Regions from separate parts of the Mus musculus genome. Here region 1 is linked to region 2. A link is a contact called in public HiChIP or PLAC-seq data. All regions are on one chromosome and are shown on one strand. The core of a region is the stretch at or near the end of the contact, and the rest is flanking DNA. Distances in the headings are between cores, read along the strand shown. Region 1 holds the start of Trappc10 (trafficking protein particle complex 10). Region 2 holds the start of Pcnt (pericentrin (kendrin)).

The links. HiChIP or PLAC-seq counts read pairs in DNA pulled down with a chosen protein or histone mark.
Region 1: an H3K27ac HiChIP or PLAC-seq map of microglia shows a contact between it and region 2, with 7 times the contacts expected there. The contact joins the promoter of Trappc10 here to the promoter of Pcnt in region 2. A contact is called at or near these places in 2 of 39 promoter capture datasets (liver and pre-B cells) and 1 of 115 datasets of contacts at active chromatin or transcription factors (microglia).

What each region holds. Positions count from the first base shown.
Region 1 is chr10:78,242,842-78,247,186 of GRCm38.p6, forward strand. It overlaps Trappc10 (trafficking protein particle complex 10), which reads right to left and starts at 1,804. Exons shown (of 23, transcript NM_001081055.2): 1 at 1,595-1,804. The coding sequence starts at 1,661.
Region 2 is chr10:76,441,193-76,445,396 of GRCm38.p6, forward strand. Pcnt (pericentrin (kendrin)) reads right to left here and starts at 1,720. Exons shown (of 42, transcript NM_008787.3): 1 at 1,373-1,720. The coding sequence starts at 1,426.

The DNA of each region.
Region 1 (4,345 bases), core at 554-3,053, 1.8 Mb after region 2:
TAAAGAGATTGCTTTTACATTTCTCTAAAACGACTTTGTTTTCTGAAATTCCAGTGAAGAGCTGTGCCCTCCAACTTGGGGACACCATCAGCACACTTTCTTATGATGCTACCCCAAAGCCATGGGAATCCCCCACCAACACCCAAACTCCAACAGGCCTACAGGAAGGCACCCTGCAGCTGTCCTGCACACAGGAAGGTAAGACATTAAATAGCACACATTTCCAAGTACTAGCTACCAGAGTAATTAACCCTTTCTCCTTAGCCACAGCCGATGCCGCTGAGCTTGCAACTTTACCTTCAGCAGGATGCTGATAAAATGTCTATGGCAATGAAGATGCCAATGTTCAAAGCTAAGGGTCGGGAGATGCAGTCAAGTAAGTGGGTGTCCCTGTGGGTTCTAAGTACTCATCCAGAATTCCTACTGTGCACAGTACTGGGGGAAAGTTCTCAGGACCTGGAACACATTGAATCCAACCATGAACAGGGTGCAACTTCCCTGAGGGGATCAAGGAGCACCCGGGCAGGGCGGGGCAGCCTCCAGACCAGCTCTGCCACATCGGTCCACCTGCCTGCAGGTGAGGTTTGGCAAGCCTCTCAGTTGCCAAGCATTCTGGGAAGAAAAAAAAAAAAAAACAAAACACACACAACTAACTGCTGAACTATGCAAGTCTCCCAACTTTATGGGAGACACATCCATATCCCTGAGAAAGTTAATCTAGCAATAAAGAGATGTAAGTCTTTAAATATGAAATGTCTATGCGGTTACAGGAAGGAACTGGGAGGAGCCCATGTATCCAAGGGCCCAAAGGAGAAAACAGAGCAGGGTGTGCTGGAGACCTTGGGAACCCTGGGGCCTAGCACCAGGTTTTGCAAATATGCTTCCTGTTTAGAAAAAAGTAAATTCATAAGGTCAAGCACATACTGAACTGCCAACAGCCACGTATCACACCTGTCCTTTGAGAGACAGCACCGCAAAGCTGTCAAAATGTTAACCAACCCGTCCACACTTCCCATGAGTCCATAGTTTGCAAAACTACTCCGTTCTGAAATTATGCTTTAAAATGAGGGTTTTCTTTTTCTGTAGCAGAGAAACCAATCTTTGTGTGTGAGTGTGTGTGTGTGTGTGTGTGTGTGTGTGTGTGCATTCAGTGGGAGAAGGAACAAGTGCGGAAGGGGATGTCCGAGCGGGAACTCGCTGGTGGAGCAGCTCTGGAAAGTGCCTATAAGCACAGGATGATTGGACCAGACAGAGCTGGGTTCCTTCCTAAGCCTGGCCGGCCACCTGCCACTCCGGCTTGACAGTCACTAGAGGAAGAGCACCTGCGCTCTGCGGAGAGCTGGGCCTGCCCACCGGACTGCGGTCAGCGCGCAGGAGAGCCGACCCACGGGGAAGGCCGGCCCGATCCCTAGCAGCACTGACAGTACAGAACGAGCTGCTCCGGAGACCGCCCAGGTCAGGACCCAAAGCTTGGCGTCGGCTGCACAGCGGGTCGGAGGTCACCCGCGGAAAGGTCGGAGGTCGGCTGTGTCCGCGTAGATGGGAGCTGCCAAGCCCGGCCGCGCCCCCCGCCCGCCCGCCCCGCCGCACTTACAGGTGACGATGGGCTTGTTCTCCATGGTGTAGACCACCGGTGGCTGTGGCTCCTCAGGGGCGTCCATGGGCGTCCGGCGTCACCGGCCCGGCCCCCCGCCCGCCATGGGCACCCGAGGCAGCGCGGGGCCCGCTGAGCCCGCGCCTCCTCGCCGCCGGCCCCCGGCAGCTCCTAGCCGGCCGCCCGCCGCCGCCGGCCGCGTCCACTTCCGGCCCCGGCGCCGCCGCGTGACCACTTCCGGGGCGCGCGACTTAAAGGGGCGGGCCTCGCCGCCGAATGCCCTCCTACGAAAAAGGCCGCGTGCCGGGCCGCCCGGCGGTGCAGGGCGGGGCCGCTGTAGCTGTCAATAGCGGGAGCCGCCTCTGCCTCGGTTCTCAGGCAGCTGCAGAGGACAGAGGGCGGCGCACGTGCCTGAGCTCCTTGACCCCACCTTCTCAATGCCCAAGCTTGGTGACCCTTGCTTGGTCTCATCAGACCTGTCTAAACTGGATTCTCCTCGGCTTCGCACCTGCAGATGCTCCCTTACCCTCATCCTCGCTTCTACCCTGTGTGCCCCCACGTCACGTCTGGCGGAATTCCCGTTATCTCCGAGGGAGCTTCCTCCTTTCCGGCTTCTGCAGGATGCCTTGGGTCGGTTTTTACATCTGGGCGAGCTCAACTGTGCAGTGCCAAGCTGAGTCTCTGCTTGCCTGTTAACACGGACTTGCCAAGTGTGCTGACTCAAAGCGAGGCAAGATCGAAAGTGTTCCACCCACCCCGTACAACTCCATGTGCACCCGCTGGCACGCCAGCTTCCCACTGTCCTTTCTGGTTTTGTGAGGTTTTTGTTTGATTGGTTGATTAGGTGGTTTTACTCGTATGAACCACCACATAGGTCGTTTCCACCTGCGTCAGCCTTCAGCACTCTTTCCCTTGGCTCCCAGAATGCTCCCTATGTCCCACCTTCATCAGTACTGGTCACCTATAGCTGGTACTGCTTTGAAGCCGCTAGGTATTGTGAATGTCGCAAAATCAAATATTGCTTTGAACTGAACTCGGCGCAAGTAAAGCAGGTCTATGGGAGCTTTTGCAAATGGGATTCAGTGTGCAAATGGAATGTCTGAGCATGACTTGACTGTTGGGGAGCATGTTGGTTTGGGCTTTCAGGCAACTGATTAGGGCAGTTGAAGCAGGTGGAGACTGCCAGGCACAGGGGTTCTCAACCTGTGGGTCCCGAGCCTTTTGGCAAACCTCTAGCTCCAAAAAAAATATTTACATTATGACCCATAACAGTAGCAAAATTACAGTTTATGAAGTAGTAACAAACTATTTTTATTTATGTAATAATTTTATTTTTACTTCTTTAATATATTTATTTTGTTTATTTAATATTTTTCTCTAATATTTTTATTTTTATTTATTTAATTTTTAGTTTATTTATTTAATTTTTATTCATTATTTAATATTTTATTTTTATTTACTTAATATTTATTTTTTATTTAGGAGGGTCACAGCATTAGAAAGGTTCAGAACCACTGGCCTAGAGAGAGCACAGCAAAGCAAGAATAGGGGTCCAAAGCCTCCGTGGACGTGCCAAAGGTTTTTCACCCCATCCAGCTAAGCGTTTGTGAGATGTCAGCACAAAGAACGAAGCTCTCACCTCAAATGGAATAAGAGATGGTGTGCTTCGGAGCCAAATTTGAGTGCCCGCCACCCAGGGGACAAGGATTTTGAGGAATCCTCTGAGGCCTCCTGAGTGGGTAACCCCAGGTTTCGTGATCCCACATGGAAGCACTTGAAGCTTTATAGTTGCAGAACATAAAAAGTCATAAATCAAGACAATTTAAAATACATTGGTGAGTACGTCAGAGAGGCTGTTATAGCTAGAAGGTGGACTCTCTCCTGTTGGCCTCAAATACCATTCTTAGCTTTGGAGGTGGGAAAGCTAGTTGTGATGGTTTCTATACACTTGGGCCAGGAACAAGGGGTGGCACTATTAGCACATGTGACCTTGTTGAAGTAGGCCTGTTACTGTGGGTGTGGGCCTTCACCCTATCTACCTGGAAGTCAGTCTTCCACTAGCAGCATTCAGATGAAGATGTAAAACTCTCAGCTCCTCCTGCACCATGCCTGTCTAGATGCTGCCATGCTCCCACCTTGATGATAACAGACTGGACCTCTGAACCTATAAGCCAGCCTCAGTTAAATGTTGTCCTTTATAAGATTTGCCTTGGTCATGGTGTCTGTTCACAGCAGTAAAACCCTAGCTAAGACACTAGTGGTCTGCAAAGTTAATAGATTCCAACACTTTTTTTTTAATCTATTAGTCACAGAGTGTTAGTTCTGACACTGGGGTGGGCAATGAATGGATATTTAGGGGCTGACACTAGGCTATCATAAAATAACTAGCCTCTAGACCTGCAGCCTTGTAACCACTCCACCTCAATGTCGTTGTGATTAGTCACTCAATCTTTGCAGACAAACCTCCTTTCCAGGAATTCTGCTTCACAGGAATGGGTGGCAGTGGGGCTTGTCAGGAACAACAGGGACACTCAGGCCAAACAGTACAACATTCAGCTGAGACACTATAGTAAGGACCGTATCACCAGCCCACAGGCTCCCTCTGCAAAGTGATAGAAGGACTTCCGACTTTACAGGTAAGTCTCTTACCCCGATTCCATAGCAACCCTTTAACAGCTTAAACTCAAGTCTTAGCCTAGGGACTGTATATCTCAAAGGCTGTGGCCAGGCCTGGTCTTAAAGCCAAAACTT
Region 2 (4,204 bases), core at 470-2,969:
GCCACTTATCTGTGGGAAGAGAAATTTGAAGGGCACTGCCTACAGTACCAACTCTGTTCTAATCTCTTGCCTTCTCCACTGAATGCAACTGTCTGCCTCAGAGCTCGCCCTCTGCAGCATGTACTTGGTCTCTGGCCATGAACCTTCAATGAGTGGCCTTCTGGTTCGTCTCATTAGCCTCCATCTCCCTAAGGATATCTAATTGGGTTCACAAACCCACCCAAGTACAGACACCAGTTCCCCTGGTGAAGTACTAAACTTCACATGCCCTCATTTCTCAAAGTGTCTATCTACATGTGCCCAGCTTATACCCCATAAGGGCCACAATGGCTTCTGGCCGGCACCTGTAATCTGACATTGCTGTGCTCTCATTTCCTCTGTGTATTTTGCATGTTTTTTCGAAGTGGGTGCAGGGTGATAGTGGTGGTGGGGTTGTTGACACAAATGAAGAATTGCTGTTACTAGGCGAACCACAAAATCAACACAGCCCTTTCATGAAGGCTATAGCTATACTGTCCTGACAGTACAGGGTAGGGACACAGCCTCTGGTTCCACAGCCATGATAGCTGGCCAGAGATCCACTTCCAAAATGTTCGCACCTTCTCTTCCTCTGAATCCCCATCACCTTTCAAATAACTATCTTGCCAGGCAGTGGTCGTGCATGCCTTTAATCCCAGCACTTGGGAGGCAGAGGCAGGAGGATTTCTGAGTTCGAGGCCTGCCTGGTCTACCAAGTGAGTTCCAGGACAGCCAGGACTATACAGAGAAACCCTGTCTCGAAAAAAACAAAACAAAACAAAACAAAAAAACAAAACAACTATCTTAACAGCCACAAGTGTTCCCAGGGTAGAGTCTCAAACAAATTCAAAATCTGAGGCAGAAGGAGGTGAGAAGAGGACCCTCGGTAGTATGGCAGTTGTGGGGCCCGGCCAGAGAGCGAACAACGAAATACAACAACAGGACACCACTAGGGAGCAAAGTTCTTGGTTCCCTGGGAAAATAAAGTCTGAAGACGGTCTTTAAAAAGCCTTGGACAGTTTAGTCTCAGGAAAGTGCCTGAGCACCGGAAGCACAACAACTAAGAATGCTAGGTGACCAGGACCCGCCCATGGCGCTCGGGCCCACCTACAAGTCGTACGTCTCTGACGCTGATTGGCTGTGGGTGTAATAGGGCGGAGCGAGACAGAGGGCGCTGGATTCAAGATGGCGGCGCCTAGGAAGTGAATTCCGCAGAAGCGGCGGGAAGGACAAGCGCCCGGCAGTTCCCACTGCTCCACCGCCACCGCTTGTGTCAAGCGGCGGTCTGAGCACCGGAACCGCTTTAGGATTTCTTCCCCACCGCAAAGCTGAGAGAAGGATGCTACCGTCTAACCTTGGCTCTCCCAGCCTCCACCTTCCTGCGCCGCTGCTCCTGCTCGTCTTCCATCTCCACCTGGGCTCCCGGCGAGTCGCTCGGAGGTGACAGGGCGGCGGCGACACCGCCTTCGCTCTATTTACACTCCCTCCCTTCACCCACTCGCCTCCCCACCCCCCATACACACAACTGTCAGCTTCGCCCCGCCAATCCGGAGCCCCGTGTGGCCTTGCGCACGCGCGCTCCGCTGACGCTCCAAGGGCGGAGAGCCATCTCTCTGGTCCCCAATTGGTACGCCGACGCTCTCCACCCTCTTCATCCACGCCAATGAGCGAGGCGCGGCGTTCCCGGGGCTCGCGGGCGTTCGTCGACTGGGCGGCGGGAAGGTTTGGACAAACCGTTTTCCCGAGGCGGTGCTACCTATCGCCCTCTCCCGACAGGAGGAGGACTTACATACCAGCGGCTCTCCATGCCTCCGGTGCGCTCTGGGCACTCTCTCCCGCACTTTGCCAAAGTCGTTTTTTCTGTCGCGATGTGTTTCTGCGAACACTGGGGCATCCTCTAGGATCCACCAGCCCCCACTTTTGGTTCTCAGGTGCAGTCAACTGGGAGTCCTGCTTCCCTTCTTTGACCACTTCGGCCCCTCCTGAACACGGTCCCCTGTCTTCAATCCAAATCCAAAGAACAGAGTATAGCCAGAGTTACTCATTGAATGACACCTAAAACTTAGACCGCTGTCCCCAGTGGACCCCAGAGTTGCCACCCAGGGCCGTTTTGCATTCACGCACACGCTTCAATGTACAGAGTCGCTGTGTGTTCAGGCACCTGACTCTCACTCCATCCATCACCTCTACCAGGAAAGTCTTTCTGCCATAAGGAAATAAAGAAACTATGGTCCATTTGTAGTAAGAGGCGCGTTTAAAGCTCATCGGTGGATTACAGGAAATTAGGAGGATTGGGCCCTTGGATTCCCTAGCCGGCAGCAGGTTCTTTCTTGCCTAACATTTATTAATTTATCATTGGGTTGAAACGTTGCAGGCTGTTAACATGACTAACATAAAAGGAGAGGATCTGAGCTCCAGGATATATGTCAAGAGCTTTGCATCCTGCACGGATAGGATAGGGAAGCTGGAGAGAGGGTAATGCCTATAAGAATGAATCCTCCTGAAGAACTCAGTAGTGTGGAATTTGGGAACAGGGAAATGCCGTAAGGGCTATAAAACCTATTTTATACCAAATCTGCATGACAGCCGTTTTTGCCTTCTCTCTAGGCTGACACCCAACTTTACAAGATCCAAAAAATAAATTGTTTCACTTTCATGACTCAAAAGACTTCAAGCCTCTTAGGAAGTGTCTCTTGCACTGATGAAAACACTGAGTGGGTGGGGGTCCCTCTGGACAGACCTATCCTCTAGGATATGTTGGTCTCAGTCTTTGAGCCATGCAATATTTAAGGAATGTTTGAAGGGTGGTCGGTCATATTTTACATATCAAAACTTAAAGGACTGGAGAGATCAGCAGTTAAGAGCATTAGCTGCTCTTCCAGAGAACCCCCAGTTGATTCGCAGTACCCAATGGTGGCTCACAATTGTTACTCCAGTTCAGAGGATCTGATGCACACCTCTGGCTTCTGAGGGCACCAAAAACTCATGTGGCGCACATTGGTACCCATAAAATAATTTTTAAAGTATAAATAAATACCTAATAATATTTATTTCTTTGAACTATGAGTATGTTTGTGTCTCTGTGTGGAACTGGCAGGTATCCTTAGAGGTAAGAAGAGGGTGTTAAATGCCCTAAAGCTGGAGTTACAGGCAATTGTGCGTCAACAGATGTGGGTTCTGGGATCTAAATTACCCCCTCACTCACTAAGGAAATCCCTGCTTCGTATAGTGGCACGTGTCTTATACCCAGCACTGGAGAGGTGGGTCTCTGAGTTCAGGGCCAGCCAGGGCTAAAAAGAGAGACCCTATGTAAATATAAAATAAAAAGACTTGCTTGCTTAAAGCCCAATGTTAAGAAGACATTTTCTGCAGTGGGGTTCCCTTCTCTTAGAACCAGATGTGGGTTCTGGCATCTAAATTCTCTCAGACGACTATAACTTGTCCCAGGTTAACAGAGAACTAGCAGCCAGCATTGAGTGCATACTGCTCTTACAAAGGACCAGAGTTTGGTTCCTAGCAACCATGTCAAACAGCTCACAACTGCCTATAATGCCAGCTCCAAGGGGGATTAGCTGCCTCTGACCTTGTCAGTACTGGCAACCACATGCAAATACTCATGTACAGACACATACATACACATACATAATTAAAATAATAAAATGTCTTTAAAATCTAATTTAAAATAAAATTGGGGGGGCTAGAGCAATGCCTTGGGGTCTGAGGGCACTTGCTGCTCTTGAGGAATGCTATATAAGAGTCTGGGATAAGGGGTGGTCATCAAGGAGTGCCACCCAGCTCAACCCATAGGCTAGACAGAGAACTGGATATCCTGGGAGGACGACCAATGTGAAGACATGGTAAGCATCAGGCTTGAGACACAGGATGCCCTCGGAAGCCAGGAAAGTGAGAGTAACAGAGAAAAGGAAGGCTGAGGCTTCGGGGACATGAAGTGGCTAACTTCTTTGAAAGTGAGAGTAACAGAGAAAAGGAAGGCTGAGGCTGCGGGGACATGAAGTGGCTAACTTCTTTGGGGGTGGGGTGGGAAAGAAGTGACCCCAGCAGCAAAAGGCAGCTGCTCTTTGTTTTGTCTGACATCCTTTTTTGTTGTTTGTTTTTGTTTTTTTCGAGACAGGGTTTCTCTGTGTAGCCCTGGTTGTCCTGGAACTCACTCTGTAGATCAGGCTGG